Regions from separate parts of the Danio rerio genome. Here region 1 is linked to region 2. A link is a contact called in public HiChIP or PLAC-seq data. All regions are on one chromosome and are shown on one strand. Each heading gives the region's core, a stretch centred on a gene start, on an enhancer-like site or on the middle of the called end of the contact. The rest is flanking DNA. Distances are from core to core; before and after follow the strand shown.

Region 1 (4,909 bases), core at 1,477-3,976, 150 kb before region 2:
GCTGCAAGCATCACTGCATCACCTCTTATTGAAACCCTTATTTGAACAGTGCACAATAATTCCTAAAATTGGGGTACTAAGAATAAGATTTAGTTTGTCTATTTGAAATATGATCAATAAAATATATTTTCTAATATGCAACCTTTATAATAATTAATGCAATGAAACTAAATCAAAGGTCATGTCATATAAGTTTATTGATGACAGGATTCATTGCTGCTTTAGTTGGAAGCAATGGTCTGGTCAACCCAGGCACGGAGTTTGGTGACACGGGCGTAGACGGCAGGAGTGGAGGTGGAGCAAGTGCTGCTGCCCCAGGACACGATACCAACCAAAGTCCAAACTCTGTTGTTCTCACACACCAGAGGACCACCAGAGTCACCCTGGAAAACAAAGACAGTGTGTGAGCGAACAATCAAGCAGGCATTACAACAATAGTCAAATCTGTTCATCCGGGAGCTCACCATGCAAGAAGAGACACCAGAAGCTCCAGCGCAGATCATCAGATCAGTGATGTTGGTTCCCCAGTAACGCTTGCAGTCATCATTGGTCAGCAGAGGCAGAGCGGCCTGCTGGAGCAGGGCAGGAGTATCGGGAGCTGAAGGACAGATTGGCAGCATTTTAAAAGCTTTCCCCACACACACACACACACACACACACACACACACACACAGAAGACATTTCAGGATAGAGATCGAGCCTTCTTTATATCCAATAATACTTGCCATTGTATCTGGTCAGGCCCCATCCAGAGGTCACACACTTCATGCCACCAGGGAAGTTGTCGTTGGTCTCGGCGAGACACACAGGAGACACGTGAGTGTTGATCTTAGCAGGAGTGGCCAGCTTGATCAGCAGGATGTCATTGTTGATGGTGAAGCTGTTGTAGTTAGGATGCTTGATGGACTGTTGGGAAAAAGGTGCAGACACATTGGCGTTCAGATTTTTAAGTATCAATCTTTGAGAATGCTCTTCTCACTTTCTATCAAAATCCCACACATAGTTCAGGGTATGTTCATGCTTTTTACATTATTAAAATAAACACTCTTTACTGGCATAAGTGCTTCCAGGAAGAATCTTTAACATTCATGCAAACTTTCTATACCTCAAAAGATTCTTTAGATAGGAAAAGGATTATTTAGATCATTAAAATGCATCTATACTGAAAAATTAATGGTTCCTTTAAGAACTGCTGACTGAAAGGCTCTTCATAAAAATGATTTATCTATGGAATCACTGCAATTTTCTGTTTCTTTATTTCTTTATTTTTTAGAGTGCAACTAAGAATATGTCCTGCCACTGCTATATATTCAGTAAAAAGTAGATGTATACCTAATGAATGTGAGTGTGTCATCTTTATTGTGATACATGATCCACAATGTCATGGTAAGAAACAAACTAATGTGTCCTGTGAGACAGTTCTACTTACTGATGCAGTTAGATGAATTATTGAACCTGGCCACACACTTAAAAATTTAAAGGCTACATTTTGGCCCATTTTGCTCCACCAAGTGATCGGTCGCTGGTCTGGTTCTACACTTGTCACAAAAGGCTTGTTGTCCATAAAATCTTCAATTGAGTTACTGTTGTATTATATATTTTATGTACTGCTCCTGATAAAGTCAAAGCAATCATAATTATCAAAAAATCCTGTCTACTAAATGTGATGAGAATTATAAAAGGTCAGTTGAATCAATTTTTTCTATCTATAATTGTCATGTTGGCATTATAGGAGCCAAGCACTAAATTTGTTTTACTATTTATTTTAAATGTTGTATTTCTTTTTTGTTTGTTTGTTTTTTATTTTTCTTCTTAAATGGGAATATATGGCAGCCTCAGAAAAACTACACAGCTACAAATTAATAATTTTAAAGTTACTGAAAAAAACATTTAAGTTAAACATACTCTACATTTTTTGTAACCAACAACAAAATATTGCTGTGAATTAAAATCCTGTAGAAATACATGATTCTGTAGAATTCTGCAGGAAGAGACTCAATATAATAACAGATTTTAGACTGTACGCACCTTTCCAACGGCAATGGTCTGAATAGCCTCAGCATTGGATGAACGATCATGCTCGCCAAGGATAACGCGGTGAGAGGTTCTGTAAAAAGAATACATGATATAATGTAAATTGCATAGCCCAAAACTTTTAGCAGCACTATAGGCTGTATATAACAAGATATTAAATTTAAAACCACAAAATAATTCAAACTCACATGCATTCCCAAGTTTTCCCAATACATTGTTAGGTTCTAAGTTTATGTTGTAATGCTGTCTTACCTAACGTTGCAATGAGCAGCAGTCACAACCCAATTCTCATTGATCAGGGAGCCTCCGCAAAAGTGGAAGCCAGTGGAGTCCTGAAATAAATAAATGATAATGTGCTAAACTGATAAACGATTTTAAATCAACTGTTGCCAATATTCCGCTTTTACCTGCAGAGACACCTGCCAAGGCCAGGAATGAGGACGAGCCTCCTCACCATTCACAATCCTGGCGTAGCCGGTAACAACTGGAGGGATGGCAGGAACGCCACAGCCTGACAGAGCAAAAAATGACAGAAAAGCAATTTAAAAGATTTTTACATCCCTAGAACTGTTTTCTAAAGGTTGGCCTAGCTTAAAAGCTAGCATAAAAGTAACAGAGGATCATACCATAGGCTGCACCAAAGAAGGCGAGGCAGGAGAGGATCCACAGGAAGGCCATTGCTGCAGTTGAATGTTGTTCACTTCTCTGTGGGCTTTATATATTCAGTCCTCTGGACATCTTATCTCGCCGCTGTGGGACATTGTGCACCTTTCAAGCATTTTTTTTTTTTTTTTTTCCTCACCTGATAATACCCCTCCTTCTGGGGGCTTTAAATCTGCTATAGTCTTTCATCAATCAAATAGAGTTACATCTATGCATTTGACCACAACTTAAACTGTAAGCCGACATTTTTAGTTTATGCGTTTCTTGTTAGTCAAATCCACAACCATGGTATTTCTAGACTTTTCTCTAGTGTTAGGGCATCAGTAATACCTATATAAAGTTGGAGTCAGAATTATTAGTCCCCCTTTGAATTTTTTTTCCTTTTTTAAATATTTCTCAAATTATGTTTAACAGAGCAAGGAAATTTTCACAGTATGTCTGATAATATGTTTTTCTTTTAGTCATATTTGTTTTAAACCATTTTCAAAATTATTAGCCTTTTTAAGCAATATATATTTTTCGATTGTCTACAGATCAAAGCATTGTTATACAATAATGTGCCTAATTACCTTAACCTGCCTGGTTAACCTAATTAACCTAGTTAAGCCTTTAAATGTCACTTTAAGCTGTATAGAAGTGTCTTGAAAAATATCTAAATATCAAATATCAAATATTGTTTTCTGTCATCAGAGCAAAGATAAAATAAATCAGTTATTAAATATGAGTTATTAAAACTATTATGTTCAGAAATGTGTGGGGGGAAAAAAACTTCCCTAAGTTGAACAGAAATTGGGGAAAAAATAAACAGGGGGCTAATAATTATGACTTTAACCTATATGGCATTTGGGACAAAGGGACAGTTCAAAATAAGTTTAATTCTGTCATTATTTACTCTGCCTTTACTTGTTTCAAACCCATTACCATTGATTTCCTTGGTATTTGTTTTTCCTAATATGGAAGTCAATGGTAACTGGTTTATGCATTTCTTCAAAATATCTTTTTTGTTTGTTCATCAGAAAATGGAAACTCTAAAAGGTTTCAATGCACTTGAGGTAGAGTAAATGGTGATGTCATTTTCATTTTGTGCGAACTATATCTTTAATTCACTCAAATAGCTAAAATTGATCTAATACTGTGTTCAGTACATCAAACAAAGCTTTCCTAAGGTAAACTATAGGAAGAGTGGAAACCTTCATGTTACATGAATGATTACTGTTAATTAAATCTGTTTGGTGGAAATGGCTGTATTTCATGTTGCACAATATCTCTGTTAAATAGCTTTTGCAAGAAAAAAAGCCTCTTTGTACGATTAATCATTTCATATGTTTTCATCAGTTACGTGAGCTTATAGATTTCAGCTCTCTCCTAATATGTCTTGTGTAACATGCATTTTACAAAACGTGCTGAATGGAACAACCCTGACCTGATTGGCTGTATATTTTCATCCATAATGATAAAGCTGTTTTCCTAGTTTCAAGGCCTTTGTGTCACATCTGCGCGGATTCCCAGCTCAAGCAAATCTCTTCATGTAGGCTTTCTGCTTTTTTTTTTTTTTTTTTGTGCAGCATCATGTACAGTAAATTAAATGTGTGTAAACTACCAGTCACTGTTTGGGATAATAGAGATTTCTTAGTTGAGTACTGTATATTGTAAGGCAGAGCAACTCAGCATTTTTTTAAAATTATACAGGAAAAAATAACTATCGTGTGAAATATTATTACAGTTAATAAAAAAATAGACTGTAAAAGAAATCTGTTATTTAAAGTTTTTTTTTTTTTTTTCAGGCAGCTGGGGTGCTGGAAAAAAAGTAAAATAACTGTTATTAAATTACAGACATTTACCATAAAATAACAGACAGTAAATTACAGAAGTTAACTTAAATTTTAATTTCCAGTAAATTTCTGTAATTTACTGTCTGTTATTTTATGGTAAATAGCTGTAATTTAACAGCCGTTATTTTACTTCTTTTCCCAGCACCCCAGCTGTCGGAAAAAAGTAAAAACTCTTTACAGTGTATCCTATTTCCATATATTCTAAAATGTCGTTGATTAATCTGATGACAAAGCTTAATTCTCATCAGTCTTTGTGAAATTCCATTCTAACATTTACTGTATTCTAAAGGGTCACACTTTATAATAATGTTTCATTAGCTGATGTGAGTTAATGTATTTACTAAAATGAACTAAGGATGAATAATACTTAATCGTGGTTC
Region 2 (5,552 bases), core at 1,960-4,459:
ATTTATTTTTTTTTCAGTCTTTTTGTTTATCCCATGAATATCACTTTGAAACAGTGCGTGTTACATCTAACAAACATTACCAAAACAACAATCCTCGAAAAGAAAACTAGTTTTGAACCGGATTTGTGTGAGAGTAAAAAAATCTTTCTTTCTTTTTAACAGTCTTTACGAGAACACAGTATCAAAAACCACATCGTCCCCCTCCTACACAATCCACGGATACCGTGTTCTCTATCTTCCTCCCACAAAGGTCATCAGCGACGAACAGAAACACAGGTATTCTGAATAGTAAACAATGAGTTTGGCAGGATCATTTCAACAATGTGAAAATGTGTTCGAGCCATTACCCTTTATAATACCATAATTTGATGCTTGTGCCTCTTTGTATGCATCTCAGATATTTGAACAATGAAATGATTCAGTCAGATGATTCATGATTACGCAGCATTATTCATTCTCTTATGTGATCATAAAACAATGATATTTGGTTCCTTTTATTGTTCTGTTTTCTGTATTGTCATGCATTGCAGGCAATTTATAAAGATGTGTGGGTATTGTTTATAAGTATTTTTGTTGCATAAAGAATTTAGCATATATATATATATATATATATATATATATATATATATATATATATATATATATATATATATATATATATATATATATATATATGTAATGCATAATCTGGTTAATTTATTTTTTTTATGTGCTACCTGAGACCAGGTTATGAGTAAAGTTGCTCTGCAAATGATTGCATAAGAAAAAAAAAACTGTTCATAGCTGTTATCAAACTCTGTCTTTGTTTAGAGTGTTCAGCGAGCTTTAGTGTGTTTAAAAGCATAGATTAGTTGACATCTAAGTAAATAAAGACCACAGGAAATGTGATTCTGGCGTTTTTACGCCCACGTTCGTTAAAAGAAAACATTGTTGTGAGGTGGTGTGAATTGCCTGAGTTGCTGATATAAAGTTGCATGATCCACATATATATTTTTTTACTTTTCTCTGGTATTGTCTGATATTGGGTTTTACTGTTAAACCCGTACCTCAGCATCTTGCTGACTAGTGAAGAAAGGAAACATATAAGTCATGAAGGAAATAAATGATCATAGAGGTGTATATTTATATCAGACAAGAAAACTGAGGATACGTAAAAAGATTTATATTTAGACTGTGGTGTCTTTTTCTCAAGAATGCTCTTCCTGAATGAACTTTAACAACATCACCAAGTCACTTTAGTGCAGGTTTTTTTTTCTTTCTTTTTTATGGCTGCCCATGTGTTATGGACCTCCATTCTATAATCTAAAAGCTTGCATAAACTGAATGACTGAATAAAGAAACAATTCTGCAAAGAAACAAATATTATCAATGGGACTAAATAAGAATATTATTTGAAAAACTATTTAGTTAAATAAGTTCATTTTATTATTGTAGTACTGAATTTTGTAATTAGCTATATATAATTTGATAAAGAATATTATTCATTTTATGTCAATTCATACTAAAGATGGTTTATTATTTAATTATTTTATACTGTGTTAGCATGCTTACATGTTTGTTAATTTAATCTAAAATTAACTTCAATATTATAAATATAAGGGGCGTCAAGGTGGCGCAGTGGGTAGTACAATCGCCTAACAGCAACTCACAGCAGGTCACTGGTCCGATCCTCGGCTGGGTCAGTTGACATTTCTATGTGGAGTTTGCATGTTCTCCCTGTGTTCACGTGGGTTTCCACCACAAGTTCAAAGACAAGCGGTATAAGTGAATTGGGTAAGCTAAATTGCCCATGATGTATGTGCGTAAATAAGTGTAATGGATGTTTCCCAGTGAAGGGTTACAGCTGGAAGGGCATCCACTGCGTAAAACATATGCTGGATGAGTTGGCGGTTCATTCTGCTGTGGCAACCCCAGATTAATAAAGGGACTAAGCCCAAAACAAAATGAATGAATGATTATAAATATATATTTATTACCCTATGTATATAGGTAACTATTCTGAGTGTTACCAAGTATCCTACACTCTCAGAATTAAAGGTTTGTGAGCTGTCTCTGGTGTGGTACCTTTTCAAAAGGTACAAACTTGTACCTAAAAGGTCCATATGAATACCTCAAAGGTACATATTAGTACCTAAAAAGTTTCCTCTTAAAATTTTAGGTACTAATAAATACTTTTAAGGTACCAATATGAACCCTTTAAGTACAAAAGTGTGCTTTTTGAAAATGACAGCTCGTATACCTTTATTTCTGAGAGTGTAGAGTCCCCCTGAACTGTTTATGGCCCCTAGGTGTCCCAAGATCATTGATTGACACCCCCTGCTTTAGAGCACTTCAATGATTCATCATAGGTTAATGAGCTAAACAAGCACTGCACATGGTTGAGTAATTTGATGAAGAAATATTATTATTAGTATTTTAACTCTGTTTCTTGTGCTATACTTCGTGGAACAACGATTATGTATTCAATTAGAGAGTGTGTTTTCATGCTAGAGAAATGTGCACAAAAATACATGTTTGGGTGAGTGTGATGACGAATTAAAGAAAGTTCAGTATGTTTACTTCAAAGCATTTAACCCTAACTAACCTCATGAGTAAATGGCCAGACACTCAAGCTTTCAGTGAGGCACACAATGTTGATGTACTATTATTTTATTTAACAGTTCATGCGGACTGCTACTGTCATTAAGCAAATAGATACACATTAATATTGTAATGCTAATAATGAAACATAATCTATAAAATTGATGAATGCAAAGCTGTTTATTTCTGTATTTATTAATCTACTTACCATATGGAACAAATGACCCCACAATGTAACGTGTAGTAATAAATAGATACAAAATAAGTTATTTTAATGATCCAATTTAAATTAGTTAAATTAGTTTACTTTAATATTTAAATAAATGTCCAATGCATAATTTATAGCATTATTAATAGCATAGTAAACTACACCGAAACACGTGCTTTCGAAAGCGCACGACTGATTCAACTGTAGTTCTGTCTTCACAGAAACTACAACACCCATAAACCCACTGCGCTTCTGTGTGTGTATGTGTGCATCTGTGTGTGTGTGCGCGCGCGCGAGTGACTGAGTGCGTGTGTGTGCGCGCGCGCGCGCTTGTGTTGTCTGCCGACTTGGCTGACGTCACCGCTGGAACTGCCCTGTCACGCGCTGTTAGTAAAAGTTGGGATAGGAGCTAGAGACGGAGAGCAGCAGCGAAATTACGGACGAACTCGATCAACGGTCGCGCTGACGCACAACCCTCACCCCCCCTTCACGCCACGGGCTAAAAAAAAAAAAAGTTCCGACCGTCGCTGCGAGTTCGCTGAATCCCTGCAGAAGGTCGAGCAGTTTGGATTATTCTGAGGGACAAGCAATAATATTTTCTGCTCGGACTTAGAGAAGTACAGCACGGAGGAAAAGTTTAAAAGTTTTGCCTTCATTATTAGTCAATGTAGTGAGTTTATTAAAGAGTCGGTGTACATAGACGGGTGAGCCCGAGCTGTCAAACCCGATGACTACTGCAAACTGCCCCGGGAATGAAGAGCTGGACTTCAGACTGATCTTCGGGGAGGACGGGCAGCAGCCGCCGCTAGGCCCCGCAGGTCAGTGCCTCTACTTCGGGATACTCTCGCACAGTCTGTCGGTATAGATTAACTCATGAATCTTTCATGGATCGCAAAGGCGAAACACGTTATTAAAAGCAGCAGCAGCGCGCGCCGCTGAAACCACCTCGCTCGCCGGCTTCTCTTCATACCAGCAGCTGCAGTTTTGTTTAGTTTTTGTGCGGTTGTAAATTCAGCCAATGAAAACGAGAAGGGGCAAGTTTAGGCGGCCGAGTCAACTAATGTCTAACCAAGAAGCACCTGGACACCCTGTCCTGAAGACGGTCATAGCGGCTCCAAACCTTGTTAGCTGCCTGCCTTGACAGCCTTTTTGAGCAACATTGGCGCCTTTAAGTGGTTTGAGACAGATCCACCATCAGTCTGACAGCTGCTGCACAGTCGAATGCTATAAAAGTTTCTGTTATCACTCGCCCCTGCCTTCAACTTGAGCACATGGAAAAAGTTTCAAACCAAAAGTTTCCACTAATACTAAACTCAACACTGTTTCGTTTCTCCATTTATTATTTGCGGCGGTACACAGACAGTAGTTACTGTAGCTCTGTCACTTTGCAAGTTACACAGATATAATATCAAATGTATGAATATTCAAATGAGGGAGGTCTTTTCTTAATAGTAGTTTTCACCTGCCCATTTTGGGGTAAATATTATCTAGTAAGAATAAATAGATTTGTTGTGTAGACGTTTATAATTAGTCTATTATTTTTAAAATATACATTACAATGCTATAATTAATTATTGTAAGCATTAAACCTCTCTGCAGAAGTGTTCTTGTCTATGCCATTTACCTCAGCTATGCTTAACTATTTAATTAACTGTTATTACAGCCACAATACAAGCTTTCTGCTGCATAGTAAACACCTGAATAACAACTTTCTTTGAGAGTGATAACTGTATTTTTAACAATACTGACTCATTAAACAGCTCTGCATGTGTACCCACACTAAATGACAGGAGGAGTTTGATGATTTCTAAACACATTTGCAACGTCTGCAGTGCAGATTATCTCCAGTTTGCTACCACCAGACATAGCCTGTGTGTGTGTGTGTTTGTGTAAATTGCCTAATGAAAAAACAGTGTGTGAGAAGCAGCAACCCTATCAGCGTCTGTCAGTGTGCTGGAGTGTGTCGTGAAGGAAAGAGATTTGGCTATAGTGAAAGCAGAATGCCTGTTTGTGGGTGGACCCCTGTGTGTTTTTGCTGAAGTTTTGCATGTTTTTTTTTTTTTTGAAAAAACATTGCATGATCTGTGAATTGCGTGTAGGGATTTCATGCATTACCTACCTAGGCAAAATAGGACTGATGGTTTTGTGTCATTTTAAAAGAATAATCGCTGTGCTTTGCTTATAATGTAAAATACAGCACTATTTAGTTTTGAGCCGTTTTTCAGTGTAATTAATAGATGAGGCTTTGGTACTTTATAAAATGCATGAAAGTTCACTGCTGATGTTGATAGGAAAAAATATATGAAAATTGACAGGGGAAAGTGAGAAATCTAACAAGTTGGGAGGATGTATTTGGACTGAATGTTGGAAATGAAGTGTCCAAGTGGTGTTTAGTCTGCATAATTTGGACACATAAATGCAAGTGTTATGAGAGAATTGTGAATAACAATTGGATATATAGTTTTATCTTATTATTTAAGCTATATGTAGTTCAACTTTATCTTAAATAATTATAGAGTATTAAGGGAAAAAAGAAAATAAACTGACATGTTATATGTAGAAAATATGTATTTTTTTACCGAGTTTTCTTATGACTCATTGTTTTGAAACATAAGACTATATGCAGAAAAAATGCATTGGTTAAATCTGAAAAATACTAACTCTTTTATGATGTTGTTTTAATTTAACAGACTTTCTGAAAGGTAAATAGAAGCAAATTAGTTGTTAAACAGGTTTTATCCTGAGTTTTGCGGCTGTCCGTTCA

What was found. HiChIP or PLAC-seq counts read pairs in DNA pulled down with a chosen protein or histone mark.
Region 1: an H3K4me3 HiChIP or PLAC-seq map of embryo shows a contact between it and region 2, with 3 times the contacts expected there. The contact joins the promoter of ctrb.1 here to the promoter of nfatc3a in region 2. A contact is called at or near these places in 1 of 18 Hi-C or Micro-C datasets (caudal fin) and 2 of 4 datasets of contacts at active chromatin or transcription factors (caudal fin and embryo).

Annotation. Positions count from the first base shown.
Region 1 is chr7:35,184,041-35,188,949 of GRCz12tu, reverse strand. ctrb.1 (chymotrypsinogen B, tandem duplicate 1) reads right to left here and starts at 2,726. Exons shown (of 7, transcript NM_212618.1): 1 at 2,661-2,726; 2 at 2,442-2,545; 3 at 2,287-2,366; 4 at 2,029-2,107; 5 at 726-906; 6 at 465-598; 7 at 180-383. The coding sequence starts at 2,712. The coding sequence ends at 222.
Region 2 is chr7:35,033,096-35,038,647 of GRCz12tu, reverse strand. It overlaps nfatc3a (nuclear factor of activated T cells 3a), which reads left to right and starts at 3,209. Exons shown (of 10, transcript XM_685181.11): 1 at 3,209-3,606. The coding sequence starts at 3,516.